Regions from separate parts of the Mus musculus genome. Here region 2 is linked to region 1. The links are chromatin contacts, called in public Hi-C maps. All regions are on one chromosome and are shown on one strand. Each heading gives the region's core, a stretch centred on a gene start, on an enhancer-like site or on the middle of the called end of the contact. The rest is flanking DNA. Distances are from core to core; before and after follow the strand shown. Region 1 overlaps Sh3rf1 (SH3 domain containing ring finger 1). Region 2 holds the start of Cbr4 (carbonyl reductase 4).

Region 1 (6,057 bases), core at 1,785-4,284:
GATGCCAGCTCTGTTATCCATTGAGCCATCTCTTTACATTTCTTTCTTTTCAATGGTAACTATTACAGCTGATCTGAACTCGGGATAACATTGTTATTTATAGATTCAGGTGCTTGCTTAGATAATAAAGTTGTAAAAAGACTTCATTGCTTTGCTATTGATGGAGACTTAGCTAATGAAAAGCAAATAAGCCTTGAAGGCTGCACATCGGCTGGGCTCCGGGCTGCACACCTGGAATCCCAGCATCGTGGAGGTTCAGCCAGGAGGCTTAGGAGTTCGCTATCCTTGGCTCTCTGCTACATAGCAAGTTTGGGGCTAGCCTGTGCCATGTGAAACCCAGTCTACAGAAGGAAAAAGAATAAAGAAACAAACAAACTCGTAAAGCAACAACAGAAATAAAAGAAATTTAAAAGTTGATATATCGGGCTGGTGAGAAGGCTCAGCGGGTAAGGGCACCGATTGCTCCTCTGAAGGTCCTGAGTTCAAATCCCAGCAACCACATGGTGGCTCACAACCACCCATAATGAGATCTGACACCCTCTTCTGGTGCGTCAGCTACAGTGAACTTATGTATAATAATAAATAAATCTTTTTAAAAAGTTATATATCAATGTGGGGAGGAGGAGAGAGAGAAAGGGATTAAGACAGTCAGATGGACAGACAGTGATACCACACACACTCACACACCTATACACAAACACACACACACACACACACACACAAACACACAGAGGAAATACAAAAATATTTGTCATTAAAATACTACTTAGGGAATATAGCTCTAGCAACCCTAATAGTTTGAAATATCACAAGGAATCTCTCTCTCTCTCTCTCTCTCTCTCTCTCTCTCTCTCTCTCTCTCTCTGTGTGTGTGTGTGTGTGTGTGTGTGTGTGTAGGCATGCCACAGTGCAGATGTGGAGGTAAGAGAACATACTGCAGAATGCAGTTCTCTCTTTCCCCCTGTATCTGGGTCTCAGGGATGGAAATCAGGTCTTCAGACTTGGCAGCAAGTACCATTCATTACCCACAGAGCCACCTCTACCTCCATAATTCCTTTTGTAATAATTTAATTTTTTAACTGTTTTTGTGTGGCTTCAGGCACAAGAAGTTTTATAGTGGAATCAGAAAGAAAATAAGATTGGATATAGCAATTATTTTATATTCAGTCTCTGAGAAATACTATCATTTTAATAAAAATGAGTCACATAAATTCTTAGCTGTGAGTGCAGGCACTCTGAAACTCCACTTTACTTAAAGCTTTGTTAGTTTCTTGTTGGAAAGTGGCCGATTATCCTTGTGCAGGAGGCGTTCCCATTTCTTATACTAAACTATCCCTGGAAGTTGCCAGTTCCGAACTCATATAGTTTCATGACTTTGCTTCCTTTTCTTAAACTTTATTATTATTTTAAGCGTATGGATGTTGTGCCTGCATGTATGTCTCTCACCACGTATGTGCCAGGTGCCCATAGAGGCCAGAACACTAGACCTCATAGGACTGGAATTTTTGACAATTATGCCACCATGTGGGTACTGGGATTTGAACCTGGATCCTCTGGAAGAGCAGCTAGTGCCCGTAATGGCTGACCCACCTCTCCAGACCAACATCTCTTTCTTTACTGATAAGCATGAGCTGATGCCCATCTCACAGTGTGGAGGGTCCAGTGTCCTCTTGTGTGTTTCTGAGGACTCCTGGGGCACAATGGACCGTAGGCAATAGGGGATAAAGGCCTGTGTGAGGGAGCTCAGCAATTCAGTTTTTGGGTCTCTAACTCTTGCCTGACCCTGTGTGTGTCTCTACAGCTTTACCTTTATAGCTTTAGCCACATCGCCAGGAGCAGGGAAATGTCCCAGCCTTTCACTCTTCAAAGCAGCATCTATTCAGAAGTGTTATTATCAGTCGCCACTGAGGACTCAAGGGACAAAGGAGGCTGGACTAGAGTCAAAGTTTTAAATGGGCTCTTTCATGTCCTCAAGCTCTTATGGCTGTTGAGACCTTGGATTGGGCTATGGCTGGGGTGTGGTCTTCTGCCTCTGGCCTGGCCCCATTTCCTCTCCTCTGTTCCTTTTCCTCTGTAGGAACTTTGAAGGTAGGGACAAGAAGTTGTCAATCACCTTGGGACAATTAAAGTATTCTCCTATTAGAAAAAAAAAAAAGAATGCTCACCAGGAGTTCTGTCTTAGTTTGGGTTTTATTGTTGTGCAGAGACAATGTGACCAAGGCAATGCTTATAAAAGGAAACATTTAATTAAGGGCTGGCTTACAGCTTAGAGATTTAGTCCATTTTCCTCATGTCAGGAAACATGGCAGCATGCAGGCCAAAATGGTGTTGGAGAAGGAGCTAAGAGTTCTACATCTTGATCCACTCATAGCAGAGAAAGAGTGAGGGCCATATTGAGCATACCTTGAGTATAGAGGACTTCAGAGACTGGCCCCACAGTGACATACTCCCTCTAACAAGGCCACACCTCCTAATAGTGCCCCTCCCTATGAGGGAGTCTGTGGGGGCCATTCTTATCAAACCACCATTAAGTACCATTTCTTGTTTCAGCTAAAGATGTCAGCGAGATTAAACACTATACGCACTTGGTTTGGAGGGTTATCGTTCCTTCTGCCCTATTGCTCTATGGCTCCATATCTGCCTTATTCATCACTTCACATTTGTGCTTTAGCCTGGTGTTTGGTCTGTGGTGGGGCCCTGAAAAATATCCGTGGCTCGAGTGAGGAAAATGAAAGAATCACCCTTTTAGATAGTGATCTTCATAACCCGGAAGGGAGGAGGGCTGCAAACTCTTGTTAATAGTTTGTCCTTTTGAAGGAAGTGTCATACAGAGAAGCAGATAAACTCCTGGTCTCACTTGCAAGATGTCAAGAATAAGGAAACTTTTATCCTCCTGCCCCCTGTAGTACCGCTGCTTGAAAGAGACACCAAGAGTTTGAGTCAGGAAGTAAAACCCTTTATAACTGATAATCACCCATGAGTGTAGTCTTGCCTATTGCTGGGCCCAGAGCTCTCAGCCTCCTTTAGCCCTGGATGACGTTATTCAAGGGATAATTTAGTTTACATCTGCTAACACAGGCTTGATCTTGGCATCCCCTACACTTAGCCAGTGTGCAAAACCCAACACAACTCTTCCTACCGTGCCTAAGTGTAGGACGTTAGAAATCTGTGCCATTGGCCTTCCTTGTCTTCCAATCAAGATCCTTTCCCCATAGTTTATTAGTGGTTGCCATGGACTCGAGATTAAGATCATGATGTTCTCTTTGGATCAGTTAAATCTGAATAGCTGTCTTCATGAGAGACCCGGGGAAGTGAAGTAACTTGGGACAAATTGGAGCGACCCTGATTCTGGCCCAGGTCCTGTGTCTTTTCTAGAGTCCCCCAGTGAGGAACATCAGGCCTGTGTCAGTATATGCCTGGGTGCATGGTGCCTGCTCCTCTGGTTCTGCCCATGGAACTAGCAGCAACTTAAATTTTGAGAAGAATTAAGCAAAGATTGTAGGTGGAAAGCAGTTGGCAGAGACTTTGCCCTGGTAACACAGATGGTGTGCACAGACAGGCTGTACTAAATGGATTTCAGAGGTAGGGGCGGCCAGTGCTCCAAGTCAGCCAGCTGATGGGTAATGCCCCCCAAGGTCCAGCACATCCTGTGTACTGCAGCACTCCTGTGGGTGGATTTTCATTAGCCACCAAGGACTGTTTGCTAACAACTCGTGCCTCTTACACTGCTATAGCCCAGGTAACACATTTAAGTAAAAGGAATGACATCACCTCTTACCGCTTTAAAAGCAGACAGAGCTCCTTGGGAACCACACTACGGAGACAGTCTGGCAGCTTTATCTTTGCAGCCCCATAAATGTCCTGATTTTATAGAAGTGGAGAAAAGGGTTCTTTCTATATTTCTATAACCCAAGGAAGATTCCCAGCCACAGTGGTACCTTCTGTTGTTTCTTGTTGATAATTTGTTTTTAGAATTATTTTTCTTTAAACATTACTAAAGGTATCTTGCTTTTTTGAGTGTTAGGGGTTCTTTGTCTAACATATCTACTATCTAGTATAATTTCTTTAAGGACATATAAAGTTGTCCTTCTATCTGGGTGGTTAAATATGTTGATATTCTCTGCATCTGAGTACCTTCTCCTTTGTACATCCGTCTGCAGGCTAGCCTGGGCTAAAGAGACACAGAGGAGAGGGAAGCGAATGATTAACAGTGAAACCAGCCATTTGTGTCTATGGAAAACATTTCCTGTAAGACAGGTCAAAAGTTGCCAAATCACTCGGATGGAGACCAGTAAAATCCCTTCAACTTAGAGGTTAACTCTTTTGCTAATCTGGTCTTGTATCTTCCAATTGTCTATCATAATATTGTATACAGTTTCAAGTTTCCTTGGTGATACTAAGAAATTAAGAACAAATTGGCTGGGCAGTGGTGGAACATGCCTTTAATCTCAGCACTTGGGAGGCAGAGGCAGGTGGATTTATCTGAGTTTGAGGCCAGCCTGGTCTGCAGCATGAGTTCCAGGACAGCCAGGGCTATACAGAGAAACCCTGTCTTGAAAAACAAAAACAAAACAAAACAAAAACAAAAACAAAAACAAAAACGAACAAATTGGAAAAAGACGATTTTGGCATTCATAGCTAATTATACATTGTGTAGAAACATTGTTTTCTCATATAACAGCAGTTACTTCATATATTTTTGTTGTCTTTTGTGATTGTGTTTTACCTGCTTTGAGTGGAAAAGTCAAGTTATTTTTGACAAAGCACCTGAGATAATTTACCATGTTTTTCAGTCACAGGATAAGGTACAGATAGCTTCAAAACTATTAAGTTGGTGGCCCTGAATACAGGAGAGCTAGGATACATTTGGGAAATACATGTTTGGATTTTCCTTCATTTTCCATATTTCACATCCTCCAACATGTCAGTCACAAAAAGCTATGTATTCATTCAACAAAAATTACTGAACTCCTGCAGTGTGTCCAGCACAGCTCTAGGTACTAGCAATACAATATTAAAACAAATGTACTTCTTTTCCTGATTAAAGTGGAAAGACAGGCGAGAAACATAAAAAATAAATATATAACAAAATGGTAATTCTATGGATAATTAGCAATGGAAGACTACTATGAAGAAAAATAGAGGAAGCAAGGTAGCTAAGGGGATTTGCTTAGCTAAGGGGATTTGAGTAGCTGTGAGCCCCATGTCCACTCTCCAATGGCACTATCATTTATGATAAAAGGCCAATAGTTGGAAAGTCCCCCAAAGGGCAGAGACGATGGTACATATTAAAGACTGAACAGGAAAGCAGTATTAAATGTACATGTCTGCAATAGATAATTATCCATATATTATAGATGGACCATGTCAGGAGACCTTTACACACACACACACACACACACACACACACACACACACACACACACACACACAGAGGTACATATCATCACCAGAATTTTAATTGCTTGGGAATCAGAGAGATTTTATTCTTAATCTTCAAAAGTGAGGACTTTAAAAGTTTGCTCAAGAACTTTGGAGTTAAGGTGTCAGGGTGAGGAAAAGTGTAAATCTCTAACGTGGGGGTGGGGTGGGTGAGGGTGGAGATCTGAGCATGTACCACAGAGAGGCCGTTATTCTCAGTGTGGCTGCCTTGGAGGAACAGGACAGAAGCACCCTTCTGCCCGTCCGTCCCCTGGAGAAGGCAGGGGGCAGGGGTAGGGAGACTAGCCCATCTCAGAATATCCACACTACAGGATTCTACATTTTACTTGCGATAGAGGAGGATTCTCTTTTGTAAACCAAGAGTGAAATAAATAATTTCTGAGGTTCCTTCCAAATGAAGTGTGCTCTCAGACACCTAGTGAGAAATACCTAATGGTCCCAGTGCAGGTCTGGACATTGTGTTCAGTGTGTCTCATGTTCAGAGTTCTGGGACTTGTCTGAGCTCCTGGGTTAGGCTTTATTTCAGATGTCACTTATTTGACTAAGAAAAGAATATAGCAGTCTCCATTCCCCAGAGTGAATGTGTGAATAAGAAAAGGTCCCAGCAGGTGGAAC
Region 2 (6,057 bases), core at 1,285-3,784, 180 kb after region 1:
TCAAACTCAGGGCTGAAATCAACCAAATAGAAACAAACAAACAAACAAAAAAAAACTATCCAAAGAATCAACAAAACCAGGAACTGGCTCTTTATGAGAAAATCAACAAGATAAAGCCTTAGCCAGACTAACCAGAGGGCAGGGAGACAATATCCAAATTAATAAAATCATAAAATGGAGACATAACAATGAAATATATCTTAAAATAATTATTCTGTTTGTTGAATATTAAGAGTTGAAAATATTAAAATCATGTTCTATAAAAAAAAGAAAAACAAACAGACAAAAAACAAACAAACAAAAAAACCCCACAAGAAACATAGAGAAACATACAAGGAAATTTAGAAACCCCAAATTAGAAACCGCAATATACAAGCAAAAGAGTAGTAAGGTTTAAAAAAATTGTTCAAATGGGGCAAGATGAGACAAAAAAAAATTCCAAACATACCAGTGAGTTTCTTTGGTGTCAGCAGTTTACTGCTGGCCTTGGCCTTACCCTTTAGTGTAGTTTGTATATTCAATGAAAGTCTGCTGGAGCAAACTAATTTTCCTTTGCAAGCAGTTATTAATAGGAGGCAGCTTCTGGGTTAAGGCTGGAAATCCATGTCCACTTCTCCCTCTTGCTTGGACCCATTTGGCTTGGACCTGTGTAGGCTCTGTGCATGCTACTACAGTTTCTGAGTTGATATCTACATCAATCCTGGCGTCTAGAAGACACTTTCTCCTTAGTGTCTTTCTTCCCCTCTGGCTCTTACACTATTTCCACATCTTTGTTATAGATCCCTGAACCCTGAGCAGACGGGTTTAATGAAGATATCCCATTTAGAACATATAGTGAGTATCCCAACCTCTAACTCTCTGCACACTGTCCAGGTGTGGCTCTCTGTTAGTTCCCGTATACTGGAAGAGGAAGCTTCTCCGGTGAGGGCTGAGTATGACATTGACCAAGGGAAATAGCAGAATGTCATTTGGAGTCTTTTTTATTGCTACATTACTTCATCAGGACAGTGATATTTGTCGTAGGTACTTCCCCTAGGCCTATTTAGTCTCAGGTTTTTGGTCACCAAGTATTGACAGGCTTAGCTTCATGGGGTGGGCCTTAAATCCAGTCATGGTTTTTGCATAAACATTGTTTATGTAACCAACAACTATTGCATGGGCATGTCACATTCAGGGCAGATTGTCATTGTAGATCTAGGGGTGTTTAGTTGAGTTGGTATTTACCTTTCTTCTCTGACAACCAACATATTTGAAGATTGTCTCCAATACCCAGTGGAACACACACACACACACACACACACACACACTCACACCACTAGCTAGACTTGATGGGTTAAAAATATGTATGGCTTTGTTTTATTACAATGAAAAACTTCATAAAACATTGGAACATGGGATTTGTAGCAACATAAATCTGGTCATTCATGTTTTGCTTAATAAACTATATAGTATTCTCTTTAAGGTAAAAAAAAAAGAAAAAGAAAAACTTTAAAATTAATGTGCAACTTTTCTGGTAGGTCCCCACCCCTCCCCAATTTAGAAATCAATACTCAGACCCGGCTTTGCCAGCTTGCTGTGCCTTCAGTCCTCACTGGCCTTTTGATTTCTGGTGTTAATACAACTTTGTACTTTAATAAACAATTTAGCCCATTAGAGTTTTATGTGAGTTAGTCCTGTTGCTCCAGAATTCTCCCTACCTCCAATAGGGACTATGGTCTACTTTTTTATTTAGTACACTAATATTCTGTCAAGAAATGTTCTCTTTACACTAGAATGCTAACAAATCATGCCATTTATTTATTTATTTATTTATTTATTTATTTATTTATTTATTATCTGTTTATTTGGGAGGCATGGTTGAGACAGAGTTCTCTGTGCAGCCCTGGCTGTCCTGGAACTCTAGACCAATCTGGTCTTCAACTCAAGAGATTTACCTGCCTCTGCCTCCTTAGTGTGGGATTAAAAGCATGCACCACCATGCCCAGCTAACTTTTTCTTAAAAAAAAAAAAAAAAGCACTCAGGATATCTTATTTAGGAGTATAGGAACCCAATATTGCCAATAATGACCTAAGCTTGCTCTTTAATCTTTACTCTATTCTGATCAGTCGAAGAGCGTGGAGGCCCATACCTGTAGATGCCAGCAGCTCTGTGGAGGCTGAGGGAGGAGAATCATAGAGAATCTGAGGCCAGCCTGGGTAACATAGCAGGTCTTTTCCTCAAAAAGAGGAGTACAAGCATTTATTGAATCCCTCTACACAGTGTTCTTTCTTTGTTGCTGTCTTTGAGACAAGATCTCACTCTCTAGACCAGGCTGGCCTTGAACAGTGATGAGTGAACAGGCCTGAGCCACCACACACGGCTTGTGCTCTTTGACAGGACATTTACCCTCATAGAACTAACCAGGCTTGGGAATAGGCATCCAGCAGCAGTTACTAAAATGCTCACAAGTGCAAGAGAGTAAGGACTACAAGTCCCAGAATGCAATGCAACCCTCGAAGAGTCCGTGTGCACTGACGTCTAATCCTCGCGCCTTGTTTTGTGGCCTGGGTTGTCTGTTGAAAGGAGAGCATACTGGTTTTGTCAGTAGCTGTGTCTTTTATTACAAGTTCTGAGTCTCAGGGATCCATCTTGCTGGTCCGCGGTCCAAGATGGACAAAGTCTGTGCGGTTTTTGGAGGCTCCCGGGGGATCGGCAGGGCGGTAGCCCAGCTAATGGCCCAGAAGGGTTACCGTCTGGCGATCGTCTCCAGAAACCTGGAAGTGGCCAAAGTCACCGCCGGCGAGCTCGGCGGTATGTACCGGAAGTGTCCTCGCCGTGCGACCAAGGTGCAAGTCCTTGAGTTCCAGTCCACGGGCCCTGCCCATGTACCCGGGTTTGCGCCCCAGATCGCTCGTGCCCCATGACCAAACACTCACAGGGGCTCTCGCCTACTCCAGGCAGATTCTAAGGACCCCTGACAAGTAGTTGCCTTCCCCGCGGCCAGTGCTGATATTGAGAGCTGCCTTGCTCTGGCCTCTGGGAGGAGAGAATGGACGCGATTATACTGAAAGTAGAGAAGTCAGATACAAATGGCTAGATTGCATTTTGCTGAGAGCTCTTGCCCTTTGCGAAGGCACCCGACAGTATTTCAAAGAGAAACTCTTGATAAGTCAGGGTTGCTTCTCCAAGCCCATCAATGACTTTAGTAAGTTACTAATTTGTTTTCCCAGGCCCTTTGATTGTATTCCTATTCCAGCCCCCCCCCCCCCAACCCCAGGTTATTAACGGATTAGTCATTGCATTGCAAGTTTAAGTCTCGTTTGGAGAAGACAACTTGAAGAATGGAGAAAAATACATGTCACTATCAGGAAAGCATTGGGTATCTTGTAGGTCTAAGAGTGTCTGGTGCCGACTATATTTCTTTACTTATGTGGAAATAGCCTTGATATGTAACTCACACTGGCTTTGAACTTGTGGATCTCGTGTCTCAGCTTCCCAGTTGCTGAGATCTCCTTACTGTGATGGGACGGTGATGTCTTTAGTACAGAGTACACTCTGAACCTGCGGTGTGGTATCCAGCTTTCTCGGACATAGGGTCTCACTACGCAGCCTAGGTTTCCCTTGGATCAGGAGCTGGTCTCTGCCTCCTCCGTGCTGGGAACACAGGGGAACACATCTGTTCACCTTGGGTGTGAACACGAGCCTCAACACCTAGCCAGTCAGCATTGCTTCCAGTTTGCTAGATACTCCACCTTGCCCTGTGGTACTAGTTACCTGTTCTTCGGCTCTCCATCATATAGTTGGTTCATCTTGATGTATCCCTATCATAAATTGAGGAGCATATATATTAATATGGTAGCTTATCAGATAGGGAATATGTTTACTTTGAAGTCAGGGTTGCTTCCCCAAGCCCATCAGTGACTTCGTGAGTTTGGTGATAGGGATCAGGGAGTTCTATGGAGCCACCTCTCTTGTCCATGCTGGCCACAACCTTACAGTAGTAATCTCCTATCCCAAAGCTGAGACGGAAGGTATACACTACCATGCCCAGATTTAATTGCAGTTTTAAAAATCACATTTATTCATTTGGTTGGATGAGTACATCTATGTCATTGTGCACCTGAGGAACTCAGAGGACAGTCTGTTCTTTCCTTTCATTGTATGGGACCCAAAGGTTCAACCCAGATTGTTAGGCGTGGTGGAAAGTGCCCTTATCAAGTGAGCCATCTTGCTGGCCCTGACCACTTTTGTTTCTAGACTTTCCAAGCTTATTTCTTCTTAAGGGTTTGAGGTGTCACTCAGAATAGCCATGAACTTGTGAGTCCAGCAAGTGCCAACATTATGGGTAGCCAGGTACCCATAGTTCTTGTGTCTAAATCTCCCATTCAAGAAAACTCCAAAGTTAAAGTTAGATTTCGATAATGTTTTATTTTATGTACTTGCTGTATCCTAGAATTTGGCAGGCAGAGGCAAGATGAGCCTGAGTTTTGAAGTCAGTCTAGGCAACACAGTAAAACCTTATCTCAAAGCAAAACAAAAACAAAACACTCATACACAAGACGGAAAAAACAAACCTCATTATTTCTCCTTCACTTCCATCCACCCTGTCCTTTCATCGTGTGCTCTGAGGGCAGGAACCCATGACTGGCTGTCATTGCTCGGCCCAGCACAGGCTTGCTGAAGAGTCTAATCATAAAGCAAATAAATTCGAAATTCAAGTTAAGATTTAGAGGTAATTCTGATTTAACTTTGTTTTGTAGGAAACCACTTGGCATTTAGGTGTGATGTTGCCAAAGAACAAGATGTTCAGAGTACATTTCAAGAGATGGAGAAACATTTAGGTCCAGTAAATTTCTTGGTAAATGCAGCCGGTATCAACAGGTTGGTCAAAGATTGAGGTGAATTTGTGATACCTGTTTTAAAAGATTTTTTTTCTTAATGCGTTGATGGCTTAGTTTCTTTTCCATTGCTATTACGAAATGTCATGACCCAAAGCTATATATAAAACAGAGTGTTCGATTGAGGTTATGGTTTCAGAGTGTTAGAGCCATGTTGGTGGAGTAAAGCCATGGTGGGTAGCAGCAGCCGGGAACCCATATTGTGATTGGCATATAGGAGGCAGAGATAGGGCACAGTGGGAATGGAGCCAGTCTTTGGAAACCTCAAAGCCCACTCCCAGTGACACACCTCCTCCAACAAGGCCACACTCCCTAATCCTTCCCAAACTTGGTTCTAAACTGGGGCTCAGCATTCAAATATATGCGCCTCCGGGGACCATTCTCACTCCGAACACCACATCAGTATGAGACAATATATTAGGCTGTTTTATTTCTAACTGGAAAGGCTTTTTAGAAAATTATCATACATTCTTTTATTTTAAAAATGGTGTGTGTATCTGCATGTTAGTACGTGCGGAGTGTGTGGATTCCCACAGGAGCGAAAGGAGGGCATCAAATCCCTGGAGTTGGTGATACGGGAGCCTGTGAGCTACTTGGAACTGCACCTGCACTCTCTGTAAGATCAGTATGTGTTCTTGATCAATGAGCCATTTCTTTAGCCTAATTCTTTTATGATGAGATAAATGTCCAGTTGGATCAGTCCTAACAACCATCACCGGCATATCACCTAGCATGCCAGAAGACTCCCTTGGTCTCTTCTCACAGGAAGCCAGTGTTCTGAGTTCCATTGATCATAACAAGCTTAATAGTAATGTTTGTAGGATAATAAATGTAATAATAATAGGATGAGGGGGGGTTTGTTTAGGAGAAAGTATTTAGATTTACAGCCCCGTTAAAGAAGGCAAAACTGGCAGTAGCTTAAACCATTTGTTTACTTGCTACTGTGTTTAGCCACTGGCAGTATTTATCAGTCTATCAGAGAGGTGGAGAATCCTGCCTTCCCTGTGGCTCCTTTCTGGATTATCAACAGCTATCTTAGTGGTTTTAAAGCCAAGTTCAAAATGGGACTGCCCAGCACTTAGCTAGAAAGCATAGCTTATACTATATTTTAATCCAGAAAAAATTCTGGTACGTATGTTTTGACTTGATTTTTTAAAAAATATTTAGTTCTGCTATTTT

The links. A called contact is a pair of places that touch in the nucleus more often than the background predicts.
Region 2: a Hi-C map of cerebral cortex shows a contact between it and region 1, with 2.2 times the contacts expected there. The contact joins the promoter of Cbr4 here to the enhancer-like site in region 1. A contact is called at or near these places in 4 of 39 promoter capture datasets (HPC-7-derived erythroid cells, frontonasal cranial neural crest, neural stem cells and 1 more), 1 of 484 Hi-C or Micro-C datasets (cerebral cortex) and 4 of 115 datasets of contacts at active chromatin or transcription factors (embryonic hindbrain, embryonic stem cells, pancreatic cancer cells and 1 more).

Annotation. Positions count from the first base shown.
Region 1 is chr8:61,303,112-61,309,168 of GRCm38.p6, forward strand. The region is part of intron 2 of Sh3rf1 (SH3 domain containing ring finger 1); the gene reads left to right. Gm40499 (a long non-coding RNA gene) reads left to right here. Exons shown (of 2, transcript XR_870456.2): 1 at 1-6,057. Among named protein-coding and RNA genes, the nearest start is that of Gm40499, 5.4 kb to the left of the region's middle. Within about 2 kb of position 3,035, at least 15 of the 459 cell types and tissues checked have an H3K27ac peak or open chromatin away from gene starts, as enhancers often do. A contact at or near this core is called in cerebral cortex, where this site is marked.
Region 2 is chr8:61,485,200-61,491,256 of GRCm38.p6, forward strand. It overlaps Cbr4 (carbonyl reductase 4), which reads left to right and starts at 2,535. Exons shown (of 5, transcript NM_145595.2): 1 at 2,535-2,791; 2 at 4,741-4,861. The coding sequence starts at 2,650.